Linked DNA regions of Mus musculus: regions 1, 2, 3, 4 and 5 are each linked to region 6. Evidence: chromatin contacts called from public Hi-C and promoter capture Hi-C data. All regions are on one chromosome and are shown on one strand. The core of a region is the stretch at or near the end of the contact, and the rest is flanking DNA. Distances in the headings are between cores, read along the strand shown. Region 1 holds the start of Fam219b (family with sequence similarity 219, member B). Region 2 holds the start of Ulk3 (unc-51-like kinase 3). Region 3 holds the start of 1700017B05Rik (RIKEN cDNA 1700017B05 gene). Region 4 has its middle 18 kb from the start of 1700017B05Rik. Region 5 holds the start of Scamp2 (secretory carrier membrane protein 2). Region 6 holds the start of Stoml1 (stomatin-like 1).

Region 1 (4,026 bases), core at 1,300-3,799, 720 kb before region 6:
TATCCCTCTCAGGAGACATGATCCTGGCTTTTTGTTTTGTATTTCAAGTCAGGGTTTCTCTGTGTGGCCCTGGCTGTTCTAGACCAGGCTGGCCTCAAACTCAGATCTGCGTGCTCTGCTTCCTGAGCGCTGGAATTGAAGGTATTTGCCACCATATCAGCCATATTGTAGGCCCCCCCTCAAGTTTTTTTATTTCGTTTAAATGAGTGTGTGGAGTTCAGGGGAACAACTTAAAAGATTCAGTTCTCTCCACTAAGTAAATCAAACTCAGGTTTGGTTTGTCTGGCATAGTGGCAAATGCCTCTGGCTGAGACATCTTGTAGCTTTTCATATCTTCCTACCAGGTTAAGGCAAACAGTAGAATGTAGCAGTAAGGTAGGAAATGGGGTTTAGATTCAGACCTGTGTTAAACTCTTATCTACCAAATAGCACTTTTCTTGAGACAAAATTACAACTTAACAGTGAGGGTGAAGATTGTCACCAAGGCGAAAATGTTTTACTGCCAAGTACATCCTGGGTCCTCCACTCCCACCCCTAAAATTAGGCAACTTCGTTTTTCATTGTTTCCAAAGAGCAGAGTTGGAAGGTTTGTTTATAGGCCACACAGGGGCAGAAACAAACGAATGGATTGGGTGATTACTTTGCTCTGCTTAGAAGCCTAGGGCAGGGAGACAGGAAACAAAACTGACCAATACAGGTAACTTCTGGTTATTTTTTTCTACAAAAGAATTACGGCAGCCAGGCAGTGGTGGCCCAGGCCTTTAATCTCAGCACTTGGGAGGCAGAGGCAGGTGGATTCCTGAGTTTGAGGCCAGCCTGGTCTACAGTGTGTTCCAGAACAACACAGGCTACAAAGAGAAACCCTGTCTTGGGGGGGGGGGGAAGAATTATTATTATTATTATTATTATTATTATTATTATTATTATTGAGGCATAGAGAGCTATGCTGTCACACCGATGAAACCGGTTTGGCATATCTGATTATTTCTTTCACCTGATTTCTCAGGCCAGCTTCAGTCCGGTGACTTGGAGTTTTGTGGATTAGCCAGATCTTGTGGATACTGATCTTACTCCAACAAAATTGTCTCACTTATTTTGGAAATGAACTCGGCTTCATGTGTGTTAGGCAACATTCAACAACTGAGCTGTATTCCCCAGCTGAACAATAAACTGAGTTGTGTGTTTCTGGAAGTAAGCAATTCCAACAGCTGGGAATGGTAGTGTAAACCTGCAATTCCAGTACCTGGGAAACCAAAGCTCGGGGATTGTGAGTTTAAGGCCAGTCTGAGCTACATAGCGAGATTCTGCCTAAAAATAAAAGGAGTCCGGCAGATAGTTTGGGGTGGAATTCACAAGATAGCATAGGTTTTATCAAATCTGATTTTTTTTTTTTCCCAAAGCTCTGATCCCAAATGCTTCTTTTTCTCCTATGCAGCATTTTTTGTTCTTTTGTCCCTGGGTTTCGGCTGTACAATATTGACCTACCCTTTGACAATGTGTTAGCCATGGAACAGTCTCGCGATATTTGGCAGTTTCTACAAGGATCTGGAGCTTATTTCCAGCCAGACACAAGCACATCCCTTGGGGGCCAGAGTCAAGAGTCTTGACACAGCCTTGTACCCTGCCACATAGACTCAAGAGTGCACTTTCACCCTGCTTGCTGGTGTCCAATTTATTTTTGCTACTGCAGGACTTTCGTTCTTTTTTTTTTTTTTTTTTTTAAGACAAGGACTTATAGCCCAGGCTTGTCATGAACTCGGCCTCCACCTCCCTTGACCTGAGCTTACAGGTGTGCACCATCATTCCTAACTTCCCATTTTACCACCAAAAGAGGGAGGGAGAGAAGAGGAAAGAGAGAGAGGGAAAAGGAGAGGGAGGGAGGGAGGCCTTTTGCATGCCAGGCAAGAAGTCTATCTCTGGGCTATATAATTCCAGCCCCAAGGTTGTATTTAAGTGTGGAAATATGCCTAAAGAGAGCCAGCTGTGGTGTATGCCTTTAATCCCAGCACTTGGGAGGCAGAGGCAGGCAGATTTCTGAGTTCGAGGCCAGCCTGGTCTACAGAGTGAGTTCTAGGACAGCCAGGGGGCTACACAGAGAAAACCTGCCTCGGAAAAAAACAAAAAACAAACAAAAAAGAGCCAGCTGTTGCCAAGGTCTCGGACAGGCAAGAAACCAAAAACCGGTGGCATTTGTGTAGGATGCCGTGGGTAAATCCTGACCCTCCCAGGCCTGTTTTCTAGAGAAGAGCCCTGTAGCCCCTTCATATGAGCCCGACCCCTCCTGTATTGGTCTTAAAGGAGCCCCGGCTGCGGTGAAAGAGGCCTGCAACGCGACTTGGGTCGGCACAACCCGCTAGCCTACCATGTGTCATTTTACTTGACTACAGACTGAACTGACTTTCCTGCACATCCACAGGCTCAGACAGACTTCGGGTCTCAGAGTACCTGAAAGGCAAGACCTGGGCTGGCCAGTTCCTGACGGGTAGGGCGGAACCTTGATGCTCTCTCCGCAGCAGGCGGCCGGAAAGCGCCAAGGGAAACCCGCGCCTGCGCGCCGCCATCTTTCTAAAGGCGTGTTACGTCTTGTCATTCGTTCTTCCCCGCGCCGGTCTGGCCACTGGCGGAGCGGGGCGGGACCGGTCATGGCGACCGAGGAGTTCCGCGGGCATGCGGTGCGGATGTCCACCCAGGGGTCTCAGCCTGGCGCGGCTCCCGACAGCGTGGCAGGAACTGCGGGGCTGCCCTCCGGACAGAGCGGCGGCGCGGGCCTCCGGCTCGGGGAACGCCCGCCCCCCGCCATGGAGAAGCGGGGACCCTACTTGGTGACACGCGCACCTTCCATTCAGGCTAAGCTGAGTGAGTGCAGTGGGCTGCATAAGGGTCTCTGCCCGAGCGGGTTGCTGTGGCCTGGGGTTGGTCTCTAGAGCCCCGTGATCTTGTCCCCAGAGTGGAGGGGGTTTAGGTGCAGCCCTCTCCTGTCCCCGACAGTCCGAAAAGCAGCAGAATGGGGAAGACCTGGCTGACATAAGACCCTTTGACTTCCAGAGAAGCACCGGGACCATGCCAAGGCCGTTCTGCGGAGAAAGGGCATGCTGGGTGCCTTGACGAACCGACCCGATTCTTCAGGGAAAAGGTCTCACTGGGCTTTTTACTTCCTCTGTCAGCAGCGTTCAAAGGCCCTATCCCTTCCTGTTTGGGAATCAGGGCACTGTTTAAGGTTGAGCTAGCTAGCTTATTTGCTGGTATCTTAAGAATGGGAACTAGGAGGGATGGGGCTGGGTGGGAGAGTGAGAACTGGAACTACCTCTACTCTTTATTAAAAGACTGTGCAAAATAGAAAAGTCATAAAATAGACTTTGTAAAAGGGGAGTTGCATCAGTGCACAGATAGGATAGCATTAAAGGATGAGATGGTTGCTGGAGTCCCGGGAGTGAAGATGGAGAGCCCGTGCAGTATTTTTGGAGTTTTTTTTGTTTGTTTTTTAAAGGCAGAATGGTACCCTCTTAGAGCTGAATAAGACCTCACACAGCTGTTTATAGCTGAAACTCAAATGTGACTTGCCTGGGATCCCCAGGCTAAGGTGGAAAGATGCAGCTTTTTACCTGGTTCCTGAAATGGGGAGGTGGGCCTTTCCTAGGAGCTTTCAGTGCAGTAGAGTGGGCCAGAAAAGAATCCGAGAAGCCGGAGCCAACTGCATAGAACAGCAGTTCGTGGTGACTGTGACCGGGTAGAAGGAAAGTCTGGAATAGTCCACTCAGTTCTTTCTGCATAGGGATCAGGGCTCTGGCCTTCCCTGTGAAATGCCTCTGCTTTCTTCCCCGCCCCATCTCAGGTCAGTGAAGTTTAACAAGGGCTACACTGCTCTTAGCCAGAGTCCAGATGAAAACCTGGTGTCCCTCGACTCTGACAGGTGAGTGCTTTCCTTGGAAATAGTCAGCAGTGACTTGAATAGATCAGCAGAGTGCTTGATGCCCTTGCCTGCTGCCTTTCTCCCCCGAGGCCCTTCATGTACACTCCAGGGCTGCT
Region 2 (4,069 bases), core at 1,053-3,552, 660 kb before region 6:
GCTGGCTTCTTTACCCTCTGTGCTGGGCTTTCACTCTTCCTCCTGCAGCGGGTAAGTAGGACAGAGCCAACAGCGAACCCCAGTAAAATGCCCATCTCTCCTGGGCAGGCACAAATCTAAATATGCCTTGCTCCTGAAGCTCTCAGGGGCCCAGCACCTCATCCAAGGCTATGGGTAAGCAGCCAGGCAGGGTTGACCCCTCCAGTGGCTGCCACCATACCCTGATGGCTAGGTTTGCTCTGGGCTCTTCTCACCCCAGCCTCCTTCCCTAGGTACACGCCTTCTACCGCCGAACAGGAGCCAGCTTCCAGCAGGCCCAGGAAGAGTTCTCCCAGGGTATCTTCAGCAGCAGAACCTTTCGCGGGGCTGCCTCATCTGCTGCCCGAGGAGCCTTTCAGGGGAATTAGGCTTCCCGACTCTCCTTCCCTGAGCCCTGGCCTCTCTGTCAACTGTCTTCTGAGCTGCACTTTCCTCGGGTGCCTTATGCAGTGACTACACCAGCACAGACCTGGCAGGGATTTGTCTTGTCCCTGCTCCTCCCTCAGTAGTCAGCTTTCTCCTCTACAAGAGGGAAGGAGAGGAAGGGACAAGGACTTTAAAAAAAAAAAAAACACATGGGAAAAGAAAAAATAACAAAGCTGTCTTTCCTTTTCTAATGGTGGCTTGGTCTGATTTTGTCTGGAAGCAATGGGACTGTTTTCCCTGAAAACAAATGGACTCATGTGCTTGGGATCATGGGCCAACCTGGGCTCACTGTACTGGGGATTTTCCACAGGCACCCTGTACTTCACTCCCTCCCTCTACAGGCTCCATGTGTATTGGGTCTCCACAACCTTGCCTTTCATGCTTGGGCTTCCTAAGTCCCCCAGTGGCTCTACTCTAGGTGAGCTGTGTTCTGGGTGGGAGCACAGAAGTCTCCCAAGTCCTCTTCCGGTGAGCTCCTGGTGTTCTTCACAACCGAGTCATGACCCTGTGCCTGCTACGACTCATGTGTGATAGCACCTTGTGCCCTCTGGGGGCCCTCCCTAGCCTCTCTTCAGACTTCTGAATGTACAGTAAGTGGGGTTGGTTGAGACTTGGGGGATGAGGAGGGGACGAAGACAAGTAAGTCAAGTCCTGCCCAGCCTCTACCAGTCTTGTGAGAGGGTAGATGTCTGCTTGTTTTGGCTTCTCTCCTCCCAAGGGACTCTGCCCCTCTGCCTTAGCTTGGCCCCTGCCTATCTTCAGCAATACTCACCTCTTAAAACGCTTAGGGTCTTTTGGAAGAAATCAGTCCTGAACTATGTCCTGCAGGCAGGACTGCCGAGCCTTCTTTCTGAGGGTTCTTCCCACAATGGAGTCTAGGTCCCTTTCTACTTGTCCTGGGGGCTCCACGGGTGTGTCACTGCAGTGGCACCTAAGAAGCCGCTGTGGAAACCTGGACCCTGTGTTTTGTCAGTACTGCGAGAGCTCACCAAGCTGGCCAGTCTCCTGCCCCTGGGAACTGGGGCCCTCCTGAGACTACCCTCATGCTGTCAGCCCTAGAGCCACCAAGTGGTAATGTCAGCCACCGGGGTTTTGTAAACTTCCTGGTATTATTTTCCTCCATGTACAGATGTATATGTCATGTCTCAATTTTTGTGCTTAAATAAAAAGATTTTCGGACAGCACTGGCCCTGATGTCAATGGTGGACTTGGGAGGGCTATAGCCTACTGAAGTACAGACTAAGGGCCTACTAAGATAGGTGAGGTGACAGTTAAGGTTGTTGGTGGCTGAGCTGTGCTGGACGACAGACCACTCAACTCTAGGGAAAGAGTTGAAAGGCAGAATCGAGGACCCTGGCAATGGCAACTTGGTCTCTTCCAAAGGCATTTAAATTGTTTTTCGCCAAGCATAGTGGCACATACCGTTAGTCCCAGCACTCCGAGGCCAGACTGCTCTACAAAGTAAGTTCCAGGAGAGCCAGGGCTACTCAGAGAAACCTTGTCTTCCAAAACCAAATAAACGAATGAATAAGGGCCAGAGCACGTGTGATGATCAGAGAAGAACTTGCTGGAGTCCGTTCTCCCTCGTCACCCTGTGGGGCCCTGGGATTTTCATATCCACTGCTTCTGGTCTTGAAGGGCAGGGAGTGAGCCAGGCTCTTCCTCCCGCCCCCTACGTAGGTGGTCTCTAGGATGCCATTCCCATGTGATCGTGTCCGCAGTCCTCGACACAACTCTACACCCACTAAAGCCTCAGTGTCTGAAACCTGCCTGGCAATCCTTGGCAGAGGGTGTCACCCAGCCCGCTGCCGGCGGGGAGGAGCCTCGGAGGGGAGGTGTCGAGCCGCGCTTCCGGCGGGCAGCGCCGGGGCCCTGCGGAGTCCCGCCTCGCCGCCCCTCGAGCGCCCCCAGCTTCTCTGCTGGCCGGAACCTGCACCCCGAACCAGGAAGCACCTGGCGGCGGGCGCGGGATGGCTGGGCCCAGCTGGGGTCTCCCTCGGCTGGACGGTTTCATCCTTACCGAGCGCCTGGGCAGTGGCACGTACGCCACGGTGTACAAGGCCTACGCCAAGGTGGGTGTGGGCGGGTCGTGCCGGAGGTGTCCCGGCGCCGGGCACCCGACTCCCGTGCCAGCCAACTCCCTGCAAGCCCGGCTGGGTCACGGGCCAAGCTGAGCAGGAAAGGCGACCGCCTTGAGAGCAGTAAGGCCACAGTGGCTGCCCAAGCTGGTAGAGGAGGCTGGAGCTAACCGCCCCTTTTAGGTTTTAAAAACAGCCACGCCAGTTTGGTCTGGAGGTGCGGGCGATGACCTAAGGGAATCTCTGTGTCAGTGGCTGAAGAACCGGCTCTGCACGGAAGTTGCCTTAGGGGCTGGGAGGAGTCTGGGGTCAGACTCCCAGGAGGCAGCACCAGTTAGAATGCAGAGTGGATAGCTCTTTAAATAGTGACATCCCCCGCCCCCTAACCCTCCCCGCCCCCCCTCTAGAAAGTGATGCGGTGGGTTAGAAGCACGGCGTTGGAGAACACTTGCTGGGGTGGGATTCCCGAATCCGGATGCCTCGTTGATTTGAGACGTGGAAGCTGGGAAACTTGGAGGTCCATGGAGAGTGGACAGACTCCAAACAGGGGAAAGTTTGCAGACTCAGAGCCCACTCCAGCCCATGGGGTCGGCCCCTTCAAAACAGACACCCCAAATTTTCTGTACCACAGAAGGATACTCGGGAAGTGGTAGCCATAAAATGCGTGGCCAAGAAGAGTCTCAACAAGGCGTCAGTGGAAAACCTCCTGACTGAGATTGAGATCCTCAAGGGCATTCGGCACCCCCATATCGTGCAGCTGAAAGACTTCCAGGTCTGAGCCCAGGAAGGGGTGCCTCCAAAGGCGGCTGGAGAAGGGACAGCGCCTAAAGCTGTCTCTCTCTCTCTCTCTCTCTCTCTCTCTCTCTCTCTCTCGCTCCCTTTTTTTGGGGGGGGTTCAAGACAGGGTTTCTCTGTATAGCCCTGGCTGTCCTGGAACTCACGCTCTCTCTCTTTACTTGCAACCACAGTGGGACAATGACAATATCTACCTCATCATGGAGTTCTGTGCAGGGGGTGACCTGTCTCGCTTCATTCATACCCGCAGGATCCTGCCTGAGAAGGTGGCCCGTGTTTTCATGCAGCAGTTGGGTAAAAAGCTTGTGACACACCCCGTGGCTTCTTCTCCCCTATCCCAATGCTTTGCAGTCTGCCATGTTGTGTCCCTAGCATCTGTAGGGAATTCAGGCTTCCACATGGAGAACATGATGTAAGAACCTTGTGGCATCTTCCAGGGCCCAGTAGGTGGAACCCAAGTGCTTTAGTGAGGGAGAATGCAACGTCCTTAAGGGCTGGGGCTTTTCTGGAGGCTCCTTGAAGGGAGGGTGGTTTTATGAAGGGTACAGAGAACAGGCACTTGGGAACTCTTAGAAGTAGCCAGAGTCTGTTGCTTCTATATATTCTGTAGCTCAGCCAGAACAGCGCTGCAGTAATAGAGCTGTACGGGGATAGGTGGAGGCCTGGGGAGGGGAGAGGCAGGTGGGAAAGAGGCTCTGACTTATTTTCTGGTGGCTGACTCCTCAGCTAGT
Region 3 (3,923 bases), core at 468-2,967, 990 kb before region 6:
ACCTCCACCAATGCTCCTTGGGACCTGCTCTAACCACCCCTCTCAAGAGTCCGTCTCTCCAGGGCTCAGCCCAACCCGTGCCCTTTGGCCCTGGAGACTTCCTGAGAACCAGACCCCTGGGACCCTCAGGAGTCTTTGTAGGAGGAGTGAGGGCGCCAAAAAGCCAACCCAAGACTCTGAAAGGTGAGGCGGTGACGTAATGCCCGGCCAGTAGGATGGAAAGCTCCCTCGGTAGAGGCCACCCCCACTGAGAGAGTAGCCAAAAAGAAGGTGCCTTGTTTCCGGATACCAAAGTAGCCTAAGGCGCTTGGGGAAGGTAGGGCCAACAGGTGATCCTACCGTGAAGATGTCCAAGTTCTGCCAGTTCTTAGAGGAGTTCTAACCTCAGCCAGAACCCAGGGCAGGGTCAAGCGCCTACACTCCTGCTTTTCCACGAGGGAGACAGACAACTCCGTGGGTCCATTTCCACGTCACATCCTTGGGGCCTCATGAAGAGCGCGATCCCAGCCAAGTTGAGGCCCGCATCAGTATTCTCTCCGCTCTAACAGATACCAGTCTTCTAAAAACTTTGCGTGCTGAGGTTCTGAGCACTCACTCAACGTGGAGCAGCCCACACTTCTCAGTTTGAGAGAAAGGGTCTCCCCGGATGCTCCGCTCCTAATTTCCCTCTCCCGGCCCCGCCCGTGACCCTCGTGCCAGTGGCTCACAGCCAGCCGGCTTCAGTAGGGAACTGGCGCCCCACCGCCACACCAGGCTTCCGGGTGTCCCCAAGCCTCTCTCTCCGCGCCTCTGCAACGCACGTGCACCCCGGCAGGCTGACACACAGACTGCCGTGGGCCACGCATGCAAAGCTGTTCCTACACGTACATGCATGGCCCGAATCTGCACACATGCCCCCCACTGCCCAACGGTGCCCTTCCTTAGCTCACGTAAACGTGTAAAAAAGTCAGGAGATTCGCACTGGGAACCCCACGGATCGATGCCCGCAGACTGCACTGAGGTCCAGAAGGCTGGGGGGCTGGGGGGGGGGCGGCCTCAAAGTCTGGGCAGCCACCTCCTTCGGGACGATCCCGCCAGCTTGGGCTGTGGCCAGAGAGTGAGTCAAGCAGTGGCTAGGAAACCGCAGGCGGTCCTGTTCCAACAGGGTTCGTCCACGGCCCCGCGGCACCTCAGCGCCCGCCGCCACCAATCCCAACCCCCCACCGCCACCCCGAATCGGCGCCCGGCAATCCGCGTGAGCCTGGCCCCGCGAGAGGCCCGAGGGATCCGCCTGACTCTTCGCCAGCCCTAACGCCCAGGCAGTGCTGTGGCTCCGGAGCTCTACCAGGCCCAGGGAGCATCCAAGTCCTGGCAAAGTCTGGGCAGCGGTATGACTGGGCCCCGTAGTCTGACCGCCCGAAGCCTCAGCACCTGGGCCCCGGTCCCCGCGCTCCGTCCTGGGGCTGGCCGGTAGGGGCGCCCTGGGGCAGGGCCACCCGCCCCTTGCCCACGCGCCGCCCGCAAACTCGGCCCAAGTTTCCGCGCCTGCCGGGTAGGCGAGCTCCTACCTTCAGAGCACCAGGCTTCTAGCGGCCGCCACCCGGAGCAGCCGCGGCATCTTTCAGCGCCGCCTAGGCTGCGGGTCCCTGTCCCGCCGGCCTTGCGCGGGAAGTCGCGGCAGGCAGCTAGCCCAGAGAGACGTTCCGCGCGACCGTTCGTGCTGCCGCTGGGCGCCGTTTGTGGTCCCGAGCGGGGCGGGGCGGGGGCGGGGCGGGGGCGGGGCGGGCCGTTGAGTGGGGGCAGAACCCGGCTGTGCCTCTGGGAGCCTGCGCTCCCCTGGGTCCTCCCGTGCCGAAGGCCTGAGTGGAACCAACTTTCCCGCGACCCGGCCTCTGGCTTTGTGCACAGTCTTCGCTCGCCTCCTTCCTCAAACCTCTGCCCCGAGGGCGATCGTAAGCCCTCATTCAGTCATTCCGTTAGATCATTCATTCCTTGCTACTTTCTAGCCATGTGACCTTGGACCTGCCACTTAACCTCTATGAGCTTCAGTTTCCTCATTTGTAAAAGTGATATTCTGCCTCTTAGAAATAGGGCCATCAGGCTTCGAAAAGATGTGTAGCACATAAATTGGGGTATGGGAGGCTGAGGCAGGGGAATTGCTGAGAGTTTGAGCTGAGCCTGGGCTATCTAGCAGTCCTTTTTTTTTTTTTGTTTTGCTTTTGCTTTGTTTTGTTTGGGAAGGTCACACTATATAGCTGTGGCTGTCTGGGAACTTACTATGTAGACCAGGCTGGCCGTGAACTCAGAGACACACCAGCCTCAGCCTTCTGAGTGCTGCAGTCAAAAGCTTGGACCACCACACTCAGTTCCTAGCAAGACAATAAAAATGCTAAAGGATATCTCGAGGCAGCCCTAACTTCCTCAACAAACAAGTTGCATTAGGAAATTAAGAAGGACTTATGAGGTAAAGTACAGACGAGTATATATCAGCTCCTAGTGACCTGGAGTGGGCCAGGAATGAGACTCTGGAGATATTGCCAAGCGGCCTTGGTGGGCATCTGAGCCTTTCTGGCAAATGTGTCGCACCAGAACCGGTCTGAGCATGAGCAACCTGGAAAGCTGATGGGATGAAGCATCCCTAGCCAAGCTGATGTGTTGCAGAAAGGGGCTGGGAAACCCACTGCCTCTGTTCACCTGGACTCTAGCCCATCTGGTTGTGGGGCCTTGCCCAGCTCAGCGCTAGCACCTCTTTCTTGGAAGGAATCTAATCCTTGCAGTTCCAGGACTGCCCAAGGCCAAGGCAGGGTCGCATGGTGAAGAATAGTTGAACACCATAGAGATCAAAATTAGTTTTTGGGGCAAAACCACTCAGAACACCCATCTTGACCCAAAGATCAGGACTGCCTGAGTCAGAACAGAGCTGAGGGCACAGGTATGGGAGAAGATGGGGCTGGGGCGGAGGGGCTGGGCTCCAGGTAGGATTAGGAAGAGGAAGTGAGGTCACTCAAGGAGAAGGGGAGGGTGTCTCTTGGATTAGAGCTGGAAGATTTTTTTACAAATAGAGGCTAGACAAATAGAGGAGAGACTCTGAGGTTTGGGGCTTTCCAAATCACATTGCAAATTGGGACAGAAGCCCAGGTTGCCTGGGTTTTGTATCTTACTAACATGCTTTAACACTAGAAAGGTGCATCTGTGCCCTGCCAGCTCTGGGTCATGCCAAATCTGACAGGCTCAGCCTTCTCTCAAGGAGATATTGTTTCCTACTATCACACATACTAACTCTGCCCTCTTCTCCCTTGTGCGTAGCATCTTCTTCCACTCCTGATGTCAGGAGTGACTTGGGAGGAAGACAGTGAGTGCCCTTGGCTCCTGTGGTCTAGAACTCTCAGGCTGTAGACCCAAGGAGGACCCCATTATGTCATGATTAGCCTGCAAGACCCTAGGGCCCAGCTAAGACTACAGCCCCATTATTTTGTCTCAATTCATTAACATTTCATAAAGACAGCTGTCCCTATAATCAGCTTGTCTATTCCTTGTTGACATCATGTAAACACCCTGGATCACCAAAGAAAGGGCATAGGATAGAGGACTTGAGAGCCACTTTGCAACTCCCAGGGCTTTAACTTGCTCAGCACAAAAGAGAACCAGGTAGCCTCCTGCCTTATAGACTACAGTATCCGCAGTAGACTGCAGAGTGCCAGGCAACTGTGAACTTCTCCTGAAGTCTCTGGCCCTGGCCTTTCCTTCTCTGCCTTGAGGGTCCTGCGCAGGGGCTCAGGCAGGTGAAGGTAGGCCTTTCGAGGTGACTTGGAGAGGCCCCGTGAGTCTTTCTTAACACGGTGGCCTTGGAGAGATAGTGATGTTTTGTCTGGAAGGTGAACAATCACTGAGTGGGAGCAGAAAGGGGAAGAGTTTAACTGTGGGCACAGGATGGGGATGGATGG
Region 4 (4,276 bases), core at 1,726-4,225, 970 kb before region 6:
ACACAAGTCCCGGTTGATCACGAGCTTGTTAGTAAGGGGACAGTTAAGGGAACGAAGCAATGTGGTTCCTCCAGCATTCCAAGAGCACAGGCGCTGATGCCAGAGGGCTCGGGTTTCAATCTGTTTTACCTGTCTAGCTGTGAGAACTTGCCCAAGTTCAACTGACCTCTCTGTGCTTCAGTTTTGATTCCTTTGTGGACGGCAGTTAGTAACACCTCGTGGGGTAGTTGTTGAACTGACACAAGCGAATTGAATTCACACTAGCACAGTGCCTGATACACGCCAAGCACACTAGGAGTCCGGGCTGTTTATTGTAAGCGAGTTTATATATGGGAGGAAGAAGGAATGCTAGATAGGGTTGTTTAAATAAGTGCAGCTCTGGCTAGCTTTTCAGGACCGTAAAGCTGTCACACATATCAGCTGCATGGGTTTAAACCCAGGTCAGACCAACCAGACCCATCTCTCTTAGAAGCCAGGTGTGAGCTGTGAATCAGAAATACCAGCCACAGAAACTGTTGCCTTATTTGTTTTTGCTAGAGACTGAGATAGATTGCTTTCTTAGACCTCAGCTTACATCTCTGGACGGTTATCAGAACATCTTTTAATCAAGCAGGGCCTGGGAAATAGATGGTGACAGAGAGGATAGAGCCAGGGAGCCCATTACTGCTCTGACAACCAGCAGTGCTGGCAGGGTTAGCCCGGCGTTGTGCTGCCATAGGAATCAGCCAGGAGGGGCTGGGCAGGGAGGCTTGAGTCTGTGTAGATAAAAGGCTCATTTGTAGACCTGGCCATGAAAATCATTCTCAAGGACCAGCCAGAGTTCCTGGCCATTGGCCACAAGGTCTTCAGAATCCTTGGCCTACATAGAGTTTCTTCTTTCAGCTTCTCGCAGAGCTTTATCAGGCTCCACAGTCCTGCCCAGCCTTCTATTGTCCTGACTGCCCTGTGAGGAAGGGAGGCCAGACAGCAGGTGGCCAAGAGCGGGGCTTAACAGCAACCTGTGGATCAGCACCCAGCCTCTCCCTCCTTCACCTGCTGCCACCTAAGCCGCTCAGAACAGGACACAGGGCACTCAGTTAATACAGACATGCTAACGCTCCTTGGCAAACTCAAGCCCAGAGATACAAGGTCACTTGACATTCAGCAGTTCTAGCCAATAAAAACATAACATGAACCCATATGTTAGTTGAGATTTTCTAGTAGAGACTAAGAGCTTTTCTTTTAAAATGGGAAACTAGCCTCAATAATATACCTAGCCCAATTTACTAAAAAATTATTATTTCAACACTTACCAAAGTGTTACTGTTTCAATTTATAAAATATCAAAATAATTAGGGAGACATTTTACATTATTTTTCCCATCATAAATTACATAGCTAACTCACATAGCAGTGTGTAGCACCTACTGTGGGAGAGGGAACCACTCTCCCTCTCCTTCTGTGTACTTTAAGACCTGCAAGTTTGGGGCTGGAAAGATGGCTCAGCAATAAAGAGCACTGACTCCTCTTCCAGAGGTTCTGAGTTCAATTCCCAGCAACCACATGGTGGCTTGCAACCATCTGTAATGAGATCTGATGCCCTCTTCTGGTATGTCTGAAGAGAGTGACAGTGTACTCATATACATAAAATAAATAAAATCTTAAAAAAAAAAAGACCTGCAAGTTCAGTAGGCAAAGCAGATTAACAGGGAAATATGTCCTTAAGCACACAGCAACCAACAAAGGGAATCATTATGTTGTCTTGATCATTTCATGTATAACTCAGGCTGGCCTCAAACCCATGACAATCCTCTGCCTCAGATTCCGAGTGCTTGGATACAGGTGTGTGCGTCACTTATCTGCTTGAAGCTAACTTTAGCTGTTTAAAATTAAGGGCTTCTAATAAAGGGTTGTATATTTGACGTAGTAAAGGGGTGGGGGTGGGGCGAGAAATGGGCAACCAATAGGTAAACCACTTTTCCTTAGGATAAACAAATGAGAATGCAAGGGCAGATATCTGATAAGAGAGTTCATGACTACCTTAGATTAATATAAAGGAAGTACTGATCGTGCGGTTTTTGTTGTTTTGGGAGAGAGGGGGCATCAACTGAATCTCAGCCATCTTCAGCATAATACAATTTATATGGACTTTAAGGTCCAGAGTGGGTCCCAGCACCTTCTGAGTGCTCGGCAGTCATACTTGGATACTGGCTAGACGCTCATTGGACCGCCCAGGGGCAGACCCAGCAAGTGTCCCTTGAGGTAATAGGTCATGCCTTGTTCAGCAGCCTTCGGGTGCCCACCATCTTCTCAGCAGCTTGCTCCCGCAGAGAAGCTGATAGTGTGGATGGGAAAGCTCTGTCCAGGGTGTGCAACCCAATACCTTTCCAACTCAACCAATTGTCACAAAACAGCTAGAGGGTTGACGCCCAGAGCAAGTGAGAACAGGTGGATGCTAAGACTCAAAGCTGTGCTTCCTATGTGGTGGCTGAGCTCTACACTCCAAGGAGACTTAAAAAGGGGTGCAGCGGCTGGGTACGTCCTAGGACACTTGGTTTTACAAGCACCCCCTCTAAACTGCTCTGTAGACAGCACAAAGCTGGCCTCTGGTCACTGGTCACAGCCCATCTCAGCCCTCGCCCTGGCTGCTTCCCCCATACTTCAGGCGGGAGACCCAGAAGCCTATCATTGCCACCTAGTCTCACAGATGGGGAAACTGAGGTACAGTCCTTGTACACTCCGGTCTTGGGTCTAAACCTATGTTTCAACAAAGCCCTGAAAGCCTCAAGAGAAAAATTTGCAAAGTTTCGCATCCTGGCACCTTGCCAGCTGCCTGCCCCTCGGACATGGGCAAGCTTGGGCCACGGGGGACTGGCTGCCAGGGTGGCGCCCTCAGGGAACCGTGATGTAACTCTGCGCTCCGATTGCAGGAGAAGCCCCCAGGCGCAGTGCGCCTTTGTTTACTCCAAGCGCCGCCTGAGCGCGGGCGGAGTCACCGTCGTGGTCCACAGGCTCAGCCTGGCATACACAGTCCAGAGGCCACAGCTGCGAGCTAAGCGCCCACACCTATACGGCAGCTCTGTTTCAGCCTCTGATAACCCAGAGCAGTGACTCTGTGTCAAGATAGATGCTGCAATGTCCCTGAGTCCTGTCTCCCCAGCCCCCAACGCCCCCCTGCTCTGTGGGAGCTGCAGAAGAGTTCAAAGTAACATTCAAACACAAAAGCCTGGAGCTTCCATCCCCAGCAGCCAAGACTAGAGAGCCCTGTGTTCAAACTTTACAATGGCTTACTGCAGCATTGGCAAGTCCCCCGTGGACTCCCACAACGTGCTGGGTCTGTTTACTTGTGTGTCTAAGGAGCAAGGTTTCTGCAAAGAGACATGGTGGGAGTCCATCTTTGGATGCCCAGAACCCTCCTTAGTTCGATAGTTGGGGGTAGGGGTTAGCATTTTCCAGGGGCACTTCAATTTCACAGATATGGGGTTTGCTATAGATGGGGAGAATTTAACACTGGGGAGGGGTGCTGAAAGGCAAAGCTAGCATACTGCAGGTGATCTCCCAATACCCCTCTATGTTTAGTATCCAGGAGTCCCCTGCAGTGGGGCCAAAGACAAGCTCTACCCCGGAGTGGGGAGAGCAAGAAAAAGCCAAAGTGTGTCTAGATGACAATGTGTCTGGACAGATCCCAAGCTTAGACGATGCTTCTGGGCCCTAGCAGCTGTGCCCTGTGCTCAGTAGGACTTCAGTTCCCAGGTGACTGTAGAGGAAGGAACTAAGGCTCAGAGAGAGTAGGGGACCCACAAGTCACAGGGTGAATTGGTGACAGCAATAACTAGAAGCCATAATCCTTCCTCCTTCTAGTCCCTCATGCATTCTGAGAGGACAAGAGCCTTATGGATTGGGGAGGGGAGCTGTGCAGAAGAGGCTAGCCCCCCAGCTAGCAAGGGGGTGCCCTTTGGAGGCATTCTGGGCAGGAGGGCTTCCTGAGGTAGGAGCTGAGAAAGGCCGAGGCTCTTCTGTGAAGAATGACTCTAGGTACTATAGGACGCAAGCTCTGGAAAGACTGGTCACAGCTGGACTAGGGCCAAGGAGGAGCAACCTCTTCCAGGCCAACCAGGATCAAGGAGAATTTCTACAAGAGTCCACTGGTAGTGGGTGCCGATTTCTATTCCTGCCTCCCCCTTCCTAGCTCTCTTGAGTGTCATTCCCTCTGGGAGCTTGTTTCCTCTTCCCTGCCCACAGGGGGTGGGGGGGGGGAGTGCTTTGTGATTGGCTCCTTCCTACTTGAGACCATGAGA
Region 5 (4,361 bases), core at 1,256-3,755, 690 kb before region 6:
TTGCATGTATGTCTGTGAACCACATGTGTGCCAGAGAAAGCCAGAAGAGGACATTGGATCATTCCCTAGTACTGGAGTCACAGATGATTGACAGCTGTCCTGTGGTGCTGGGAATGAAATCAATATCTTCTGGATCAGTAGCCCCGTGCTCGCAGCAACTAAGTCATCACTCCAACCCCACAAATATTGGCTTTTAATTGACAAGCAAATGGACCGGAGTCTGGTAGCAATATTGAAAAACATATGTCTCCCTTTCTTAGCCCAAAGCTCCTTGGAATTTGTGGGGGCAGTCTCCATATTGGTTATTACCAAGTTTCATTGCTTCTTCACCAACTCAGCATGCTGCTGAGCCTTGGCACTGTAGATGGGGAAGTGAGAGAACCACACTCTACAGACCAGTCTCCTCTCAGGATACAGACAGCTAAGCGTTCTGCCCTTGGACGGTATCTGGAGGGCTCAGGGACAGAGGACAACACGCATTTGAGTCCCTTTTTCATTCTCTCAACTTTAGGATGTTTTCTGGTGGTCCTGAGCCCAGCATAAATGAATAACTAGAACATACATGGGGAGAAGGGTAAGGGAAATTGTTCAGTGGCAACGTGTTTTACTTCCCAAGGCTGCTCACCTGTGTGGTGTATCTTACTTAGCTGAAGGGCAGAACCAGTCTCTGACAGAAGTCTCTGATTTGAGGGTCAGGGTCCTGAGGGAGAGTCTCCAGCTGCAGGGCAGATGAAGACGAATTCTCTCCAGATGTGGAGAGCAGAGTCTGGCTCTTGGTCTCCACTCACATTCTGTCCATTGAGTGTCATGGAGTTCTAGGACTGCGTCTAGTTATCTTGAGTGGGTGATATCGCACTGGGTTCTGGTTATTGAGTGGATATCTGCTTTGGGTGTATTGGGATTCCTGGCTAAGCAATTTTTACATGTCAAAAAGGCTTTTTTTTTGTCTTTACTATTCTCATTGTACATTGGTACTAGTTAGAAGAGACAGCATGTACAAAGGCCATGAGACAAGAGAGAATAGGGAAGTTCCAGGAACTGAAAAGCCACTAAAGAGTAGAATGAAGAAGTGTAGGCAAAAGAAGGGGTGAGAAGAGATGGGGACTACACATTCAAAAAGACTCTGAGGGCAAACTAAACAAGTGGACTTCACACAGCAGAATGGTTTAGGGGTGAGGGTGCTTGCTGCTGTGCCTGGTGACCTGAGTTCAGTCCCTGAAAATCACATAAATGTGGGAGGAGAGAACCAACTCCACATTAGCCCCTAACACATGCGCTCCCATCCACCCCTCATGTGCACACAGCATCACTACTACCACTACAAGAATGACTACTACTACCACCATGACTATTAAAAAAAAAAAAAAAAAAAAAAAAAGCTTAAACGAGATCACTGGGTAGTTCTGAAGTGGACCTGTCAGATTACTGTTGATAAACTCCCCAGGATGTAGAAAGATGATGTCTTCATTGTAAATAGTTTTGTTTGAGATTCTTAGGAAATATCTTGGAAAAGGACATGAACATTCAAGCTTTAAGCCTGATTCATTTTACTCTAACATAAAATATACACATAGTAAAGGAATATTAACTTTATGTCAACAGCCTTTAACAGTAAATGGTAATTATGCTGGAATTTTTTTTTTCTTAGCTGGTGAGAAGAGTATCAATCAGACTCTAGGATGAGAGATTCCTCAAACCTACAAACAATAAAAAGGCAACAAAACCAAGAAAAGCAAACCAACCTGCCAAAAACCCTGGAAAAACAATAACCAAACAACCAAAAGCAAACAAAACAAAACAAACAAACAACCCCCCAAATAAAAACAAAACAAACAAACCAAAACCACAAAAATCAAAAAACCCATCTGGTTGCAACACAAGAATAGACCAATCAGTAGCGCTGTTCTATTCCAGGGTAAGAAACGATTCAAGCTAGATTTCACAGCGGCCCGAAAGACATGGATAAATAAGTTTGTGAGTTTGTGAGTGAATTAACTACCACCTCTAGGATATCTATGAAATCACAGGAGGGTGGAGCCTAAAAGAAATCCTGCTTATCTAGGGCAGGGGTTGATGCAAGGTCTTCCAGCTTTATCCTGGAGCACAGTTGTTCAGATAACTCCTGTTTGACATGTCTCCCCTGTCCTTTTGGTCCGGGACTTGCTCGAACGCCTCAATTTTGCCCTCTAGGAATGAATGCATGATCCTTTCCTGCCAGTCCTTTATTTGGAAGCTCAAAATAAATACACATAGGAAGGAAGACATCAGAAGAGATTCTGCACCGGAGGACTAAGTGGATAGAAGGTTTGGGTATGTAGCTCAAGGCTACACCTATGTCTATTATTCGTGAGACCCTGGATTCTATCCTCAGCATCTCTGGAGATAAAAAGAAAGTGGATGGAGACAGAATGAATAACCTTCGCTTTCTAATAGGCTGGGCAGGGGCGGAACGGACCTTTGTGACGTCCAGGGCCACGCCCCCACAGAGGGCGCTACGCCTGCGCCAGAACGGCTGCCTTGCTCCCGGAAGTGGAGGGTTTACACTGTGTGCCGCTGGGTCTGAGTGACCAAAGGCAGTAGCGCTCGCGGAGATCACCCGCTGGCCCTCGATCACCATGTCGGCCTTCGACACTAACCCCTTCGCGGACCCAGTGGACGTAAACCCCTTCCAGGTAGAACCCCCAATTCTCAGATTTCTTTAGGGAAAAGGGCTGCGGCCTGGGCCTCTTTCGCCAGAGCCGGGGACGTGGCGTAGGAGGGACGGATCACCTGTCCAATGGGAGAGCGGTATCTGAAGGCTGGCCTATCATAGTTTGTATGGAGGCGGGACTTTGCAACAGGTGGAACTGCGGCAAGGGGGCGGGGCGCTGTAAAGAAGTGGGCACTTAGAGCACCCCGGGTTGTAGCCCATCCGACCGGCCTCTGCTGGAGAAAAGGGCCAAGCACGCGCTTATCCTGGGGAGGTGTCTTAGAGTCAGAAAGGGAAGCAAAATGTTGCTGTGCCATTTCTACAGTCTTGGGGGATCTACCTGTATTGAGTCATCCTAGGAGAAAGGCTCATTGAAACATAATGAGGAAGTAGAAGTCTGTTGGGGTGGAGAAATGTGGAGATAACCCAACACCTAACAGCAACAGCAGTAGCGAAGCAAGCATCTAAAGTACAGGAGAGTCCCTAGTGTTTATCAAGAAGGCTGAGAGAGGGTAGGAAGAGAGGCCAAGCCAGAAAATTACTTATTGGCCAAGCACTTTGTTTGGATTGAGTTTGGGCCACACACTTTGAGGAGAGGGAGGTGAAGGAGCTTGGAGCCCAAGGTACACGGGTCTGACAAATCTGCATGGGTGGTTACCGGCCTGACCTTTGGAACTTTGAAAGAATACAACAGTCTTCGGACCTAAGCCAAAACCTTCGCGTGGAGAACGCAGAGATGCCCAGTTGTCTATGTTGAAGAACTGGAACTCCTTTTAGTGCCAAGGCGCGTTCTACTTCTCCTTTCATGTCTGCCCGAAACCAGTTTGAGGGACGCATGCTTGTGATGACTGGGGATTTATGAGCGCAGCTGTTCCTCCGGTGTTAGTATGTCACCAAGCTCTTGAATTCGTCTTGCTGGTGCTTTATTTTGGTCCTCTACAGCTTCAGCATTTCCTGAAGGTGTTGGAGAAGTCCACTGAGCTTTTCCAGGGTGGGTCCTTCCAAGGGTGGGAGCAAAGCAAAGGCGCCTTGAACTAGATGGTTATACACTCAGGGAGTAGAGTATGACCATCTTCTCTTTTGAAGTTTTGCAGTAATGGGATTGAACCAGAGCTTTGTTCGTTCTAGGCAAATCCTCCACCGCTGTGCATATTGGGTAACACTGAGCCCTTGGATTATTTATAACAGGATCTCTTCATCTAACACAGCCTGGCTCTGAACGCCCTATGTGTCTGTCACATGGTGGTCTTGAACTTGGGGTCCTTCCTCTACCTCCCAAGTGCAGCCATAACTAGCTCGAGCCACCACACCCAGCCAGGCCGAGAGTGGAAATTTTATGCTTCTTTCCCAAGGTGACCTAGCTGATAGGAACCCTTGGGCAGATTTTGGTAGTTGATTCCTTGCTACACTGGGGAGTTTAGAATATATTCTTGTAGCTTAATGCTTCTTGACAGAGCCTTTGCAGGGAACATGTCTCTTACATAAGGCAAACGTTTGCCTCTATTAGTTTAGTGAGGAGAAGAGTATTTGCATTTTTCCTGTTGCTGTCTTCTGCTAACTCCTTTGATTTAATGATAGATTGTTTTATAGTACTGGGGTTCTGTTATGTATAGCAAAAGTCCAGCAGTCTCTGGGAGTGTGTGGTATATATGATGTTCCTCTGTCCGGTTAT
Region 6 (3,839 bases), core at 70-2,569:
CATGTTTAGGTATTATTATGATTTGCTTAATGTTTTCACTTGGAAATTGATAAGAAGATATGATTGTGTGTCAAGTTGGCAAGGGGTGGACTTGTATGGCAATTCTGGGTTGTCAACTTGACTACATTTGAAATTAATTAAAACCTCACTCCCGGTACCAACTCATCTTAGGGTTTTTATTGCTGTGACAAAACACCGTGAGTAAAGAGCAAGTTGGGTAGGAAAGGCTTTATTTTGCTTACATTTCCATATGGTGGTCCATCAATGAGGGAAGCCAGGACTCAAATAGGGCAGGAACCTGGATGCAGGAGCTGCTGCAAAGGCCATGGAGGATGCTGCTTACTGGCTTGTTCAGCCTGCTTTCTTAATGAACCCAGGACCAGCAGCCCAGGGTTGGCCCCACCCACAATGGAATGGGCCCTGCAACGTCAATCATAAATTAGGAAAATGCTCTTCAGGCTTGCCTACAGCACAACCATTTTCTCAATTGGAGATCCCTCTTTTCAGATTATTCTAGCTTGTGTCAAGTTGACATAAAATTAGCCAGGCTAGCAGTCATAGGCAGGGGAACTTAGAAATGAGCTATGGCAAGGATCCAGGGAGGCAAGACTGGGAAAGATTCGTCTTTTCTTGCTTTGTAAAATGGCCTCCTGCCAGCCTCCCAGCATCCTACTGGGGTATATTTTCTACCTTCATTTGGGCTTTCTGAAGCCACGGAAAGACAAAGTTACCTCAAGTGCCTGGATCAAGGAGTCTCATGTAATGCTTTGCTGCTGCTGCTGCAGCCACCACCACCACCATCCACTGCCAGGATTCCTGGGGTGTCTGCATGTGAAATTTTTCTTTTATACCAAAGTTGGGGCCTTCTGACTTCAACTTGTCCACAGTGACTTGGATCTGCCATCATTAAGCAAATAAGAACAGGACTCTGTATGGCAGGCTCTGTTTTCTTGGCTGTGGGGAAACAAACAAACAAAAAATACCAGTTTGCTGACCACACCAGAAGAAATCCTACATCTGGATAAGCACACCCATAACTCATAAGTGTGTTGAGTTTGGAGGAATGGTTTGAGGCCAAAAACATTTCTCTGCTTCTGGAGAAAACGCTCCTGCAATGCTCCTTTAAAGCCAAACTTCCTTGCCTCCTTTCCTAAGGCCAGGTAGGAGGTGGTCAGGAAGCCTCAACCTTAGAACCAAGGCCACATCCCCAAACTGTGCTCCCGCCGTTCGGTCCTCCCAGCGCAGGGGGTGCTGTGGAGCGGCAGGCATGGTGGACCCGGCCTGATTCCTGATCCTACTCAGCCACTGTTGTTAGTGACGGAGTAAAGCCGGAAGCAGTGGGAACGAGGAGGGGCGGAGCTGCCACAGGCTGGGCAGGGCAGTCTCCCAGCAGAGGATCGGGGCGTGTCCCGGTTAGAAGTCATGCTTGGAAGGTCTGGCTACCGGGCACTGCCCTTAGGGGATTTTGATCGTTTCCAGCAGTCGAGCTTCGGCTTTCTGGGTTCGCAGAAGGGCTGCTTGTCCCCAGAGCCGGGCAGCGTGGGGCCGGGGGCCGGTGAGTGGCTACCCAGCACCGCGGACAGAGGGGCACCCCAAGACCTGTACTCTCTGCCTCTAGGAGGAAGGAGAGTGAAGGGGATAGGATATGAAGTGGGTGCCAGACAAGGTGTGGGGATGCTACCACCGATTTGTTCTCCCTACGGCACCAGCTGTAGCTTTGGAAGCCGCGCAGCCCCATCTTCCCTAATCTTAGCCCATCCCGTTACTATTTCCAGGATAGCCCATCATGCATAGAAAGAAAACAGAGCCCTAGGCAGAGGGAGCCATAACCCACAAGGCATTTGTAGAGAAATGGAAAAAGAGTCGCCCTAGGGTAGCAGCGCAGGGAGCAGGAGTCTCCTGTGTCCTGGTGAAGATGCACAGAACAGAAAGCTGGGCCTGCAAGCTGCCTGGCTTGTTTGCTTTGGCTTCCTCTCTCCAAAGCCTGACTGTCCTTGGAGTATTCTGGTCCTCTGTGGTTCTCCTGTATTGACGGTGCATTGAAAGCTTTGGCAATGCTGAACGAATCCTCCATTTTCTGCCCCGTTCTTTTTTGTTGTTGTTGTTTTTGTTTGTTTGTGGTTTTTTTTTTTTTTTTTTTTTTTTTTTTTTTTTTGAGACAGGGTTTCTCTGTATAGCCCTGGCTCTCCTGGAACTCACTTTGTAGACCAGGCTGGCCTTGAACTCAGAAATCTGCCTGCCTCTGCCTCCCAAGTGCTGCGATTAAAAGCGTGCACCACCACGCCCGGCTCTTCTGCCCGGTTCTTAGGATTCCTCCTTCCCTGAAGAGGTCAGGAATTAGTTTATGACTTAGACTGTCCTGCAGGCAGGGGCTTCTTGAAGGATAGAACAGACGTCTCTTGTCACCTTCCTGTCTAGGGCTGGGGAGGAGAGAACAGATAGCAAGCTCATCCCCAGATTCTGGGCCTGTTTGCTCAACACCCATTCAGGATTCTTAGTTCTTCCTGCCAAAAGGCTTGAATTGAAGTACACTATAGATATAGATAGATAGATAGATAGATATAGATATAGATATAGATATAGTTCTTTCAGGGCATTAAAGTGGGAATAAATACTAAACTAGCACTTTAGTCCCACTGTGACTGTTACTTGTGAGCATTAGTTTTATCCTTAGTAGCTGAAGCCTTTCCTCTGTAATGACCCCTTGAAAGCATACTTGTGGTGTGGCCAGTAGAATGTGTTAACACCAGCAGTGTCCACTCCACCCAGCATGAGTGCTCTCTATTCCAGGTTTGGGTGGGCGGTACTCATTAGGCAAGGGCTTGTTGGTCCATGCTATGTCCAGCAATGAGAAATCGAATGGATCATGTTCTCAGATTCTGTGGCTCTCACCTGGGAGAGAAAAGTCTCCTGTAGGGTGTTGTACCGGTTAGTTATGGTGGAGGTCCCTAACTCGCTATGGGGAGCTTTTGGGGCAGAACACAGGCAAAACATACACATGGCCCACTGTACTCTGGGACACGGTGCCTGAAATTGTCCTGCCAGGCCCAGCTGGTGTTCTGTGGTTGCTTCTGCTCTTTTGCCCCCAGACGCGCCGGAGAGCTGGCCCTCCTGTCTCTGCCATGGCCTCGTCAGTGTCCTGGGGTTCTTGCTGCTGCTGCTCACCTTCCCCATTTCCGGCTGGTTTGCTCTGAAGGTAGGGCTGGCTGGATGCTGTGGGGGAGTGGGGAGGCACAACGAAGGTGTTGATGAGTGGATTCCCCGTATTTGGCCTCTAACTGCTATCACACCTCTAGGAAATAGGTAAGGCAAGGGTTGTTCATTTTATAATGGCTCATCCTGGTTGTCAACTTGACATGCCTGTGAAGAGGGAACTTCAACTAAGGGATTGCTCAGTCCTGTGGCCACGTCTTTGGGGGCATTTTGATTGCTTGATTAGTGTAGGAGGGCCTACCCCTACCCCCTGTGGTGCAGAGAGTTGGGCCTGAGCTAGCTGAGCAAATGCACAGATGGTGCAGGTCAGGTGGGGGGGGGGGGGATGGGGGAGGTGGGGGGTGGTGGCACTAATCATCCTTCTTGTGGTCTCTGCTTCACTTCTGCCCCCAGTTTCCTGCTTGAGTTTCTGCTTTAGTTTCTTCCCTCAGTGATAGTCTGTAACCTAGATGCCAAATAAACTCTTTTCTCCCCAGGTTTCTTTTGATCATGATGTTTCTCCCAGTAACATGAGAAACTAGGGCAGTTCCCATCCTTCAGATGGATAAACTGAAGCCCAGACTGAACCAACGGCATCTCGGGAGCCAGGAAGGAGCAGAAATTGTTTTCTAGGTCCTGGAATCTGG

What was found. Promoter capture Hi-C pulls out the DNA fragments that hold promoters and counts their contacts. A called contact is a pair of places that touch in the nucleus more often than the background predicts.
Region 1: a contact with region 6 is called in a promoter capture Hi-C map of erythroid cells, with 23 times the contacts expected there. The contact joins the promoter of Fam219b here to the promoter of Stoml1 in region 6. A contact is called at or near these places in 4 of 39 promoter capture datasets (erythroid cells, liver, neutrophils and 1 more), 2 of 484 Hi-C or Micro-C datasets (B cells and embryonic stem cells), 2 of 115 datasets of contacts at active chromatin or transcription factors (embryonic stem cells and pancreatic cancer cells) and 2 of 9 other capture datasets (adipose tissue and liver).
Region 2: a promoter capture Hi-C map of erythroid cells shows a contact between it and region 6, with 30 times the contacts expected there. The contact joins the promoter of Ulk3 here to the promoter of Stoml1 in region 6. A contact is called at or near these places in 3 of 39 promoter capture datasets (erythroid cells, liver and pre-B cells), 4 of 115 datasets of contacts at active chromatin or transcription factors (extraembryonic endoderm stem cells, large pre-B cells, microglia and 1 more) and 1 of 9 other capture datasets (liver).
Region 3: a promoter capture Hi-C map of erythroid cells shows a contact between it and region 6, with 37 times the contacts expected there. The contact joins the promoter of 1700017B05Rik here to the promoter of Stoml1 in region 6. A contact is called at or near these places in 3 of 39 promoter capture datasets (erythroid cells, liver and pre-B cells), 2 of 484 Hi-C or Micro-C datasets (B cells and CD4 T cells), 1 of 115 datasets of contacts at active chromatin or transcription factors (bone marrow-derived macrophages) and 1 of 9 other capture datasets (liver).
Region 4: a contact with region 6 is called in a Hi-C map of B cells, with 12 read pairs. The contact joins the enhancer-like site here to the promoter of Stoml1 in region 6. A contact is called at or near these places in 2 of 39 promoter capture datasets (liver and pre-B cells), 1 of 484 Hi-C or Micro-C datasets (B cells) and 1 of 115 datasets of contacts at active chromatin or transcription factors (pancreatic cancer cells).
Region 5: a contact with region 6 is called in a promoter capture Hi-C map of erythroid cells, with 11 times the contacts expected there. The contact joins the promoter of Scamp2 here to the promoter of Stoml1 in region 6. A contact is called at or near these places in 5 of 39 promoter capture datasets (the C10 cell line, erythroid cells, liver and 2 more), 1 of 484 Hi-C or Micro-C datasets (B cells), 3 of 115 datasets of contacts at active chromatin or transcription factors (bone marrow-derived macrophages, extraembryonic endoderm stem cells and pancreatic cancer cells) and 1 of 9 other capture datasets (liver).

Annotation. Positions count from the first base shown.
Region 1 is chr9:57,534,979-57,539,004 of GRCm38.p6, forward strand. Fam219b (family with sequence similarity 219, member B) reads left to right here and starts at 2,550. Exons shown (of 5, transcript NM_001166364.1): 1 at 2,550-2,856; 2 at 3,046-3,133; 3 at 3,833-3,910. The coding sequence starts at 2,643.
Region 2 is chr9:57,587,150-57,591,218 of GRCm38.p6, forward strand. It overlaps Ulk3 (unc-51-like kinase 3), which reads left to right and starts at 2,303. Exons shown (of 16, transcript NM_027895.1): 1 at 2,303-2,537; 2 at 3,175-3,315; 3 at 3,512-3,632; 4 at 4,065-4,069. The coding sequence starts at 2,436. It overlaps Scamp2 (secretory carrier membrane protein 2), which reads left to right. Exons shown (of 9, transcript NM_022813.3): 8 at 1-51; 9 at 273-1,649. The coding sequence ends at 407.
Region 3 is chr9:57,260,882-57,264,804 of GRCm38.p6, forward strand. 1700017B05Rik (RIKEN cDNA 1700017B05 gene) reads right to left here and starts at 1,718. Exons shown (of 3, transcript NM_028820.2): 1 at 1,548-1,718.
Region 4 is chr9:57,278,841-57,283,116 of GRCm38.p6, forward strand. No RefSeq gene overlaps it. Among named protein-coding and RNA genes, the nearest start is that of 1700017B05Rik, 18 kb to the left of the region's middle. Within about 2 kb of position 2,976, at least 73 of the 459 cell types and tissues checked have an H3K27ac peak or open chromatin away from gene starts, as enhancers often do. A contact at or near this core is called in B cells and pre-B cells, where this site is marked.
Region 5 is chr9:57,558,439-57,562,799 of GRCm38.p6, forward strand. It overlaps Scamp2 (secretory carrier membrane protein 2), which reads left to right and starts at 2,506. Exons shown (of 9, transcript NM_022813.3): 1 at 2,506-2,672. The coding sequence starts at 2,616.
Region 6 is chr9:58,251,845-58,255,683 of GRCm38.p6, forward strand. It overlaps Stoml1 (stomatin-like 1), which reads left to right and starts at 1,320. Exons shown (of 7, transcript NM_026942.3): 1 at 1,320-1,555; 2 at 3,090-3,196. The coding sequence starts at 1,423.